Linked DNA regions of Sus scrofa: region 1 is linked to region 2. The links are chromatin contacts, called in public promoter capture Hi-C maps. All regions are on one chromosome and are shown on one strand. Each heading gives the region's core, a stretch centred on a gene start, on an enhancer-like site or on the middle of the called end of the contact. The rest is flanking DNA. Distances are from core to core; before and after follow the strand shown. Region 1 holds the start of ESPL1 (separin). Region 2 overlaps CSAD (cysteine sulfinic acid decarboxylase).

What was found. Promoter capture Hi-C pulls out the DNA fragments that hold promoters and counts their contacts.
Region 1: a contact with region 2 is called in a promoter capture Hi-C map of liver, with 2.6 times the contacts expected there. The contact joins the promoter of ESPL1 here to the enhancer-like site in region 2. A contact is called at or near these places in 1 of 5 promoter capture datasets (liver), 8 of 47 Hi-C or Micro-C datasets (blood, embryonic fibroblasts, liver and 4 more) and 1 of 2 datasets of contacts at active chromatin or transcription factors (alveolar macrophages).

Annotation. Positions count from the first base shown.
Region 1 is chr5:18,485,657-18,490,516 of Sscrofa11.1, reverse strand. It overlaps ESPL1 (separin), which reads right to left and starts at 3,548. Exons shown (of 32, transcript XM_013986230.2): 1 at 3,331-3,548; 2 at 2,874-2,967; 3 at 1,633-2,691; 4 at 1,261-1,365; 5 at 981-1,101. The coding sequence starts at 2,954.
Region 2 is chr5:18,385,587-18,390,672 of Sscrofa11.1, reverse strand. It overlaps CSAD (cysteine sulfinic acid decarboxylase), which reads left to right. Exons shown (of 17, transcript XM_021091702.1): 4 at 1,215-1,351; 5 at 1,633-1,759; 6 at 1,839-1,929; 7 at 2,241-2,347; 8 at 2,793-2,908; 9 at 3,630-3,709; 10 at 4,024-4,078. Among named protein-coding and RNA genes, the nearest start is that of ZNF740, 21 kb to the left of the region's middle. Within about 2 kb of position 3,677, at least 5 of the 83 cell types and tissues checked have an H3K27ac peak or open chromatin away from gene starts, as enhancers often do. A contact at or near this core is called in liver, where this site is marked.

The DNA.
Region 1 (4,860 bases), core at 2,299-4,798, 100 kb before region 2:
CAAAAACAGGCAAAACTAATCGATGCTATTAGGATAGGTAGTGAGTGCTGTTGGAGTGTGGGGACCAGAGGAGGCACAAGGAGGGTTTCTGGGGGGTTAAGTCATGCTCTGTTACTTGACCTAGGCATTGGCTACTAAGTATGTTCACTTCATAAAATCTGTAAAGCTGTCTGCTTATGATCTTAGAATTTTTCTGCATGTAGATCTCAATAAAAAGAGAAGTATATATGTCTGTTAGTCCATACACGTATACACAGTTTATATTTACATATATCGGTATACATAGTATATCTCTAGAAGGATACGTAAGAAATTGACCATATTAGTTGCCTCTGCAGAGGGGGACTTGGGTGACTAGGATTAGGAACAGCAGAGGAACTTCTCACTGCTTGCTTTTTTTTTTTGCTTTGTAGGGCTGCACTCGCAGCACATGGAGGTTCCTAGGCGAGGGGTCGAATCAGAACCACAGCTGCCAGGCTACACCACAGCCACAGCAATGCAGGATCCAAGCCGCATCTGTGAGCTACACCGCATCTCACAGCGATGCCAGATCCTGAACCCGCTGAGCGAGGGCAGGGATTGAACCCACAACCTCATGGTTCCTCGTCGGATTTGTTTCCGCTGTGCCACAACAGGAACTCCTCACTATATGCCCTTTCGTGCATTTTGAATTTTGAACCATGTGCACATTTTACCTGGTTTAAACAAGTTTAAATTATAAATGTTCTGCATTTTTATGAAACAAATACCAAACAGATTTCAAAGTCAATGAGAAAGAATTTGTGTCTGTTATGGTATGTTAGCCTCATGACTTCTCCACTGCTGTTAAATACAGAGGTCCTTATAAACATCTTTTTCATTGCCTCTGTAAACCCCCGGGAGCCTCCCTAGTGGTCAGAACTAACCAGCAAGTGCTACTTACCTGCCTAAGAAGGGATGACCCTCCCAAGAACCCTCTATCTGAGCCCCAGGGCACTAACCAGTCATCCCCAGGTAGTCGGTCAGCTCTTGGCCTGACAGGCTCTTTAAGGCCTCCAGCATCCAGACAACAGCAGATCTGCAACTTTCCACTAGCTGGGCCAAGTCAGACATGTCAGCTACCTGAAGGGACAAGAAAAGTGAGAGGAGACATACCAGGTCCAAGGCGATGTCCACCCCACCCCATGCCCAAAGCCAATGCAACCCTGAAGCTCTACCCGGGGCAGTCAAGCAACTCCAGACCCTAGGACCTGAACAGGTTTTTTTGATTCCAGATGGTACCTGACAGCCTTGGGCAAAGTCATAGACCACCACGGTGTAGAGGTGAAGTCCCTGAAAGTGCATCTGAACCAAAGCCTGCTGCTGCTTGGAGGAGTCCCCACAGACCTGAGGAAGGAAGGGGAGGGTTGGTTTGAGGGACAGGGAGCTCTGGGCTCAGAGTCCTGGATAGTGGATAACAGCCTAGGAAGGAGGACGTCAGGAAGGGCCACTGTGCTCTCAGCATGTACTAGGCTGCTGGCTGGCTGGCCAGGTAGAGTCCAGACAGCAGCTTACGGAGGCGGGAGCTGGGCTCCCAGATCTTATCAAAGATCAGAGCCTGACAGAAAGTCCACAGAGCCACCTTCCCACCCTACCTCCTGGTCCTTAACTCACACCATCCTGCAGCTGCCGGATGAGGGAACAGTAGCTTCCAAGAAAAGCAAAGAGGCTGAGTACAGCATCAGGTCCATAGCACCTCTTCGTGCCTCGCTCCAAGGCTGAGAGGAAGAACTGGCAGCTGTCACACAATGCTCGCAGCGGGGGTGACGGTGCCTCCATACAGTTCTTTAGGACAGCTGATGCCTTGATCAGAAGCTTGGCCACCGCCTGGGGTCCTCCCTCTCCAACCTGCAGCAGTTCGACTGCCAGCTGGCATAGCTGGAGGCTGGGGGCCAGACTGGTGTTCTTTAGGTAATCATGGGCCTTCTCCACTGCCCTGGTGGCCTTGGCATAGTGGTGGCTCCAGGAGAAGCGACGGCAGTGTTCCAGGGTGAGCTCCAAGAGACAGAGGGCCTTCTGGGAGGAAAGGGGACCAGGAGAGTCCCCTCCCTCACCCACCAAGGCTCTGACCACATGTCTGGAGAGCAGGTCATCTAGGAAATCCGCATCTGCTTCATTCAGACCATGTCCACTGGTATCAAATAACTGATGGGCAGCTACCACTCGACAGGCTGTTGGAGAAGCAAAGTGGGGAACTTCGCAAGGGGTGCTTTCATCCTCCAAGAGTACTAGAAAGCTCAAGGCCTTCAGCCGAGCTGAGAACGCCACTCGCGGCTCCACCAGGGCTTCTGCCCCCTTCCAAAGCAGAGAAAAGCTACCCCGAGCCACAGCTTCATAGTCCTGAGGAGCAGCTTGGCGAGAGCACTGCACCATGCAGGCATGGAGGGGCTGAGCAAGCCGGAGTGTGGCCTCTGGGATTCCCTGTGCGGCAACATTTCGCAGAAAGATGAAAAGAATTCGTTCCAGATAGAGGGGTGGGCGCTGGGGGGTAGACCTCAAGTAGCCATCGCAAGCCAGCTCTGCCAGCTCCAGCAGGCTCCCTAGGTGCTCAGGGCAAGCCAGCCTGACAGTCAGTTGCTGGTTGCAAGCCCTCAGGACAGCATCACAAGTCTGTCTCCTCTCCGCATCAGACCGACAGCTGGGAGAACCAACTGGAAGCTTGGACAGGAACTCCTAGGAGAAGAGGAAGATGTGAATGGGGCTACCAAAGGAGAAAAAGAATAGGGAAGGGAACTAGAAATGGGATTGCTCAGAAGAGGATCTCCTATTCATCCGTCTTTTCAAACCAGTTAAAAAACAAACAGCGCAGCTTGGGAAGCCAGGTGTATGTACCCACAGCCAGCCAGCACGCCCACCTTCAAGTCAGGCAGCAACTCTTCAGCCTCCTTTGGACTGCTTAGCAAAGTCCCAAAGTTGACTCCTTTGAAGCTCCTCATGGTGCCGAGGGGGCTAGGAGAAAGGAAACGGATTAAGGAAGGCTGAGAAGATTTGTAAAGGAGGTAAATGAAGGGCGGGAGAAGGGCTCGAAGGCCTCGGAAGGCGGCGGCGGGGCGGGCGGGGGCGCAAAGAATCCCCTCAGAAATCCTACCGGAAAAAAAGCCCATGCCAGGACTCCAGGCTCCCGTTATAAACCGACGCTTCCTCTCTTCCTTCCTCCTGGCCGGTCCCCAGCCTCACTACCCTTCCCACCAACCTACGGCCCACACCGGAGGCCTCCACCCAGCTCTTCAGCGCCCACCAGGACTTGCGGCGGGCTCCCGACCCTCCTGACGCCCGGCCTCTTCCTCAAGTCAGCGCTGGGACCCCACTCACCTCAGCGCATACACACGCTCATGAGGCCTTCAGGCCTTCGGGTCTCAGAGACCGTCCTCCTTCCCAGAAGCAGGACTTACCCACTACACAGAGAACTCGGTAAGGATCCAAAATGTACCCTTCGTTTTCCGCGCCAGCCCCTCCTTTCAAATATTCCCAGCGACCAATCAGCGAGAGCTGCGTAACGCCGGCGGGCCGCGCGGCACGCTGGGAGTTGTAGTTTACCCGCCGCGGTGCGTCGTCACGTGACGCCGGCTGGCGGTGTCCCAATGCCGTGGGAGTTAAGGCCTCTTGGGGGCGCGGGTTTTCTCTCTCTTTTTTTTTTTCGTTTTTTTTCCCCCTTCTGGTCAGCTGCTGGTTGCCCCTACGGTGAAGTCCAGCCCCTTCAGTGAAGGCCAGCGCCCCCGTCTCCTTCTCTTTCCCTTTATCTTCAGAGCTGGGAAAAAGTTTAAATTTCCAGAAGAGAGAAATAGGTTAGACAACAAAAAGAACTTAGTGGGGGGGTTACCTTGGTGGCTCAGGGGAAACGAATCTGGAATCTGACTAGCATCCATGAGGACGCAAGTTCCATCCCTGGCCTGGCTCAGTGGGTTAGGGATCCAGCGTTGCAGTGAACTGTTGTGTAGGTCGCAGACACTGCTGGAGTCTGGCAATGATGTGGCTGTGGCGTAGGCCAGCAGCTACAGCTCAGATTTGACCCCTAGCCTGGGAACTTCTGTATGCCTGGGTGCGGCCCTAAAAAGACAAAAAAAAAAAGAAAAAAAAAGAAAAAGAAAAAGAACTTACTTGGAAACTTGCGGTTTGGGTTACTAAGAAAAAAGGGTGTAGCCTTTCAAGGAATTCTGTTAAAATACAGTTTTCCGGGGGTACTGGCATGAGTACTGTGGCGACTAACAACTCTCTCTGCGGTCCAGCCTTGCTCCTCTCATCAGTTGAATTGTTTGAGCGAGGCAGAGGATCTTCTGGTTGGGGGTAGAGGGTAGAGGGGTGGGGTAGAAGATTGTGAGTGATGATGGGAAGAATTAGGAAAACTCACTCACTTGAATATTGCACAGTTTTTAATGCCTTATATTGGATGAGTACTCTTTTCCCGAACACACACATCAGTTGGCTCTGCATCTCTTCCCTTCCTCCACTAAACAATCAGTTCAAAACTCTGGGTCTTCCAATTAACTTTTTCCTGATGAACTCCATTGGATAACTCATCCTTCACTATTATTATTATCATTCATCATCTTTAGCCTCTTTTAGGAGCTGGAACTCTAGCAGGGAAGACTATTTAAAACAACCAGAAAAACAATGACAAAGAATTTCAGTGTTGGCGTTCCTGTCCTGGCTCAGCAGTTAATGAACCTGACAAGTATCCATGAGGACAGAGGTTCAATCCCTGGCCTCGCTTAGTGGGTTGAGGACCCAGCATTGCTGTGACTGTGGTGTAGGCTGGCAGCTACAGCTCCAATTTGACCCCTAGCCTGGGAACCTCCATATGCCTCAGGTGCAGTCCTAAAAAGACCAAAAAAAAAAAAAAAA
Region 2 (5,086 bases), core at 2,428-4,927:
TCCTGTCATGGCGCAGCAGAAACAAATCTGACTAGGAACCATGACGTTGCAGGTTCGATCCCTGGCCTCGCTCAGTGGGTAAAGGATCCAGCTTTGCCGTGAGCTGTGGTGTAGGTTGAAGATGCGGCTCGGATCCTGAGTTGCTGTGGCTGTGGTGTAGGCCAGCAGCTACAGCTACGATTTGACCCCTAGCCTGGGAACCTCCATATTGCAGGGGGTGGGGCCCTAAAAAGCAGAAAAGAAAAAAAAAAAAAAAAGAATAGCATCTGGGCTGTAACAACTGCATGTGCATCTGTCACCCTAGGGCCCTGCAAAGGCCACTCCATGTTTCTTAAGCACTCTCAGGCTGCAAGGAACAGGGTTACACTTGTTTAACAAACTGTTTCCTCAGGGTAGCCTCCTTTCCTTCCTGCTCTTCTTTAGAGGAGAGGGCTTGAGAAATCAGGACAGCTCTGAGAAGACTCTGGGGGTGGGGATGCAAAGATTGGCCCGAGACTTCTGCCTGAGCCATTTCACCTCTCTAGTCTCCTCCAGGCTCCCTGCCCCCTCTGTCTCCAGGGTCACCTGCCACAGTTTCCTGCCTCTGGCCCCCACTGCTCTTGGCCCTCTGCCAAACACCCCTCTGGTCCCCACTCCGGGCCCTTTGGTTCGTGGTTGGAAGCCCCTCTTCCAGCTGCCTCTCCCCTCTGCTCCTCTCCAGTCTGGGGCGAATACAGCATGTGTTTCTGCCTTACATTCTCATCTCCCCGCTTCTTCATGCCAGCTAATGATTATTCAGGAAACTTCTCTCAACCTGCTGGCCTTGACCCAAATCTTTAGGGCAAGGGTCATGAGAGTGATGTCATGGGTCATGTGACTGCTGCCTATACCTCTCTCCCTCTGCTGCCCTGGTCCTAACATTCTAGAAAGCTAATTGTGTCCCCTGCCTCCAGCTCTCTTGGACAGAAGCCTGAGCTGAAAGGTAAGCCTCTCAATCTGTGCCTTAGGTGGGCAGTGGCTGCTGGATTCCACCTGCTCAGCACAAACCGCCTTTTTTCTTTCCCACCTGTTTCTCCTGGCCCTCTCCTCGGAAGCTCTCACTTGCCCTTGTCTGCACCGTGAAGGCTGGGGCTGAGCCGCACGACTGCGCCCCTCATGGAGTTGGGGTTCTTGGCTGGTTAGGTTCAGATGGGGTCCACAGGCTGAGTGCAGAATAACTCCTGCTCTGCTCACAGACCTTATCCTGATGGCTGACTCCAAACCACTCCTCTCCCTTGATGGGGACCCCGCGGCTGCAGAAGCTTTGCTCCAGGATGTGTTTGGCATCGTGGTGGATGAGGTCATTAGGAAAGGGACCAGCGCCTCCGAGAAGGTGGGTCTTTTCTCCCTTCTCCTCCTGCCCATCAAACCCGGCTCAGAACATTCCTCCTCTATCCAGGCTTCTCCCTAGAATTCATCACTGTCTCACTGTGCCTCGGGGATTATACACTGGGTCAGACGGTGTTTATTTACCCATGTTCTGCTGTTGCTTTGAAAATTATTCCCATCTTGCTGGAAGTGCAAGTTGGTGGTGCCTTGTGTCTGTCGAGACGTGGTTTGGGCAGCCAGTCCGTGGGGTGTCTCAGGGCCCCCAGGATCTCCCGCTCCTTCTAGGTCTGCGAGTGGAAGGAGCCAGAGGAGCTGAAACAGCTGCTGGACTTGGAGCTGCGCAGCGAGGGGGAGTCACAGGAGCAGATCCTAGAGCGGTGCCGGGCTGTGATCCGCTACAGCGTGAAGACCTGTGGGTCCTGGGTCCCGGAGGGAGGAGTGTCTGGGATTCATCCTCAGCTCCACCCTGAGCCCCCTGCCCGCTTCTCCAGGTCACCCTCGTTTCTTCAACCAGCTCTTCTCAGGGTTGGATCCCCATGCCCTAGCTGGGCGCATTGTCACCGAGAGCCTCAACACCAGCCAGTGAGCCATCCCTGGGCCCCCTCTCCCACCCCACAAAGGACTTGGGTCTGCAGGGGGCACACCTGGCATGGGGAGAGAATGGGGATTGCCCCCTCTCTTTGCTGCCAATCTCTGCTGGCAGAGTCTTCACCCTCGTACCCTTTGGGCTCCCTTTCTCCAGGCTTTCTTATACCTCCGGGCTCCCGTTGTTTCTCCTCCTTCCCTGGTTCTTTGTCCTCAGCCCAGTCCTCTCTTTGGACCCTCCCCTCGCTCCCTCTCTCCCCCACTCCTCTAAGAGTCCCTCCAGTTCTCATTATCCCCTCTCCTGGCAGGTACACGTATGAAATCGCCCCCGTGTTTGTACTCATGGAAGAAGAGGTGCTGAAGAAACTCCGGGCCCTGGTGGGCTGGAGCTCTGGGGATGGGGTCTTTTGCCCTGGTATGTGACCAGGAGGGGGGGTGCCTGTCTTTGGTCTTTTCAAGTGTTCCTCCTCTCCCGCTGTTCTCTGGCTCTCAGCTGGCAGCGAGGGGCACGTCCTCTTTGTTTCTTCTCCAGCTGGGCTCGGGCCAAACCTGAGAAAAGCTGTCCAATCCCCCGTATCCTGGTGTTTGCCCAACAGTCCGTGGGATCAGCACTTCAGTGACCTGATGGGGGGTGGGGGTGGATCCTGGGATCGGCCCAGGATAAGGAGGGGTAGTCCAGGGAATCTGCAGATCCCGCTTCTGGCTTGCTGGCTTGCCATTGGTCGAGCCCTTAGAACTCATGGCCTGAGAGCCAATCACTCTGCTTCTTTGATCAGTTCTGGGTGGAGAGGTCAGGAGAGCCGCACTCCAGTTCTGACCCACTGCCCCTCCCTCTCGCTACCACCTCTTCCCTGTGACAGGTGGCTCCATCTCCAACATGTATGCTATGAACCTGGCCCGCTATCAGCGCTACCCGGATTGCAAACAGAGGGGCCTCCGGGCACTGCCACCCCTGGCCCTCTTCACATCCAAGGAGGTGAGAAGTGGCACGAGCCTTCCCGGGGCTCCTAATTCTAACCTCCACCCAGCTGAGTCTGAGACCCGTCAGGTTCTCTGCCTGCCCAGACCTACCTCTGCTGAGGCCAGCCTGCCCCCCCCCCCCCCCCGGCAGATCTGCCTCCTTCTAACCAGGGGGATGGAGGAAACACTTCCATTCACCTTGGCTTCTGTCTGGGGGTAGTGGAGGGGCAGCCAGGAACGCTTTCTACTAAGAGTATGGTTCACAGCGGTGTCTGTATAACCTGGGAGCTTGTTAGAAATTCAGATTCTTGGAGCTCCCATCAGAAATCAGCAGAAATGAATCTGACTAGCATCCATGAGGACACAGGTTCAATCCCTGGCCTTGCCCAGTGGGTTAAGGATCCGGCGTTGCCGTGAGCTGTAGTGTAGGTCGCAGACACGGCTTGGATCTGGCATTGCTGTGGCTGTGGTGTAGGCCAGCTATAGCTCCAATTCGACCCCTAGCCTGGGAACCTCCCTATGCTGTGGATGCGGCCCTAAAAAGATGCACCCCCCCAAAAAAAAGAAAAAGAAATGCAGAGTCTCGGGTCCCAGCCCAGACCTACTGAATAGGAATCTGCATTTTAACCAGACCCACCGGGGATGCGAGAACATCGGAGAAGCCCTGGTGTCCAGGATCTCGTGTATTTCACCAGTCTCTCTCCACTCCTCCCCCGGCCCTCTGCCTTCCTCCACAGTGTCATTACTCCATCAAGAAGGGAGCTGCCTTTCTGGGACTTGGCACCGACAGTGTCCGAATAGTCCAGGCAGATGAGAGGTGAAGGTCCTTCTGTCTGCGTGGCTCAGACCCAGCCTGGCTTAGCGTGCCCTCCCGCTGCCAGAGGCTCTGGCCTGGGGCCCACACCCCAGTGGACTTCTCTCCCTAGTCTGTTCCCCCAGAATTGCTGCTTCATGCCTACCAGTGCCTGCTTAGAGTCTCCGCCCTGTCCCTGAGATCTGTTTACCCCTCTTAGGGAAAAATCAACATTGTGGCCTCTGCATTGCTAAGCTCACATTACCCTGCTCTCGACAGTTCTGCCGCCTAGTCTAGAGAGTCTGTTACTTCTCTACCTACTCAGTTTTCTTTTCCAGAGGGAAAATGATCCCTGAGGATCTGGAGCAGCAGATCAGACTGGCTGAGGCTGAGGTGAGTGAGTGAAGGGGGCTGGAGCAGTGGAGCAGGACAACCCCCCCCCACCCCCGCCCCAGTCCCTTTCTTAGAGGATTCTTTGGCCTGTCCCTACTCAAGGCATCCTTTCCCCACCCCCATCTCCACAGCTGTGTCCTCCCCCACCATGGGCTGCATTGATCCCTGGGGAGGCTGGGGAGCGAGGACACTACAGTCCGAGACCCATGGGCAGGATTGAGCTCGAGGCAGCTGCAGGACCAAGTCACTGAGTGGAGTCCCAAGGAGCACTGCCCGGAGGGTGTGGGGGACCCGAAGTGTAGCGCAGGTTTCTGGGAGCTGGGAGGGCCTGTGCAGGAAGATGTGCGGGCTTGGAGCGGTGGGAAGTGTGGAGGCTCCCGGATGGCCCTCCACCCCCCACCACCAACTGGGGGACCTGGAAACCGCTACAGCCATCCTAGAGGGCATTTGGGCACAATCTGTACAATTTTTTTTTTTTTTTTTTTAATGGCTGCACCCATGGCGTATGGAAGTTCTCAAGCTAGGAGTCGAGTTGGAGCTGCAACTGCCGGCCTCCACCACAGCTCCCGGCCTACACCACAGCCACAGCAACTCAGGATCCAAGCCGCATCTGTGACCTCTGCTGCAGCTCACAGCAATGCCAGATCCTTACTGCCGTGAGTGGGCCCAGGGATAGAACCAATATCCTTAAGGACACTATGTTGGGTTCTTAACCCACTGAGCCACAACGGGAACTCCTGAACAATTGTTAAATATAGTAGATTCCTTAGACTTTTCTAGATACAATGTCATGTAATTTGAAAACAGAGATAATATTGCCTTTTCTCTTTCCAATCTGGATGCCTCTTATTTTTTTTACCTCATTGCCCTACTAGAACCTCGGCACAGGGTTGAAAAGAAATGCAGAGACTGAACAAACATCTTGTCTTGTTCCTGATCTTGGGGGAGACGCTTTCCGTCTGTCACTCTTTTTTTTTTTTTTTTTTTTTTTTTTTGTCTTTTTGCCTT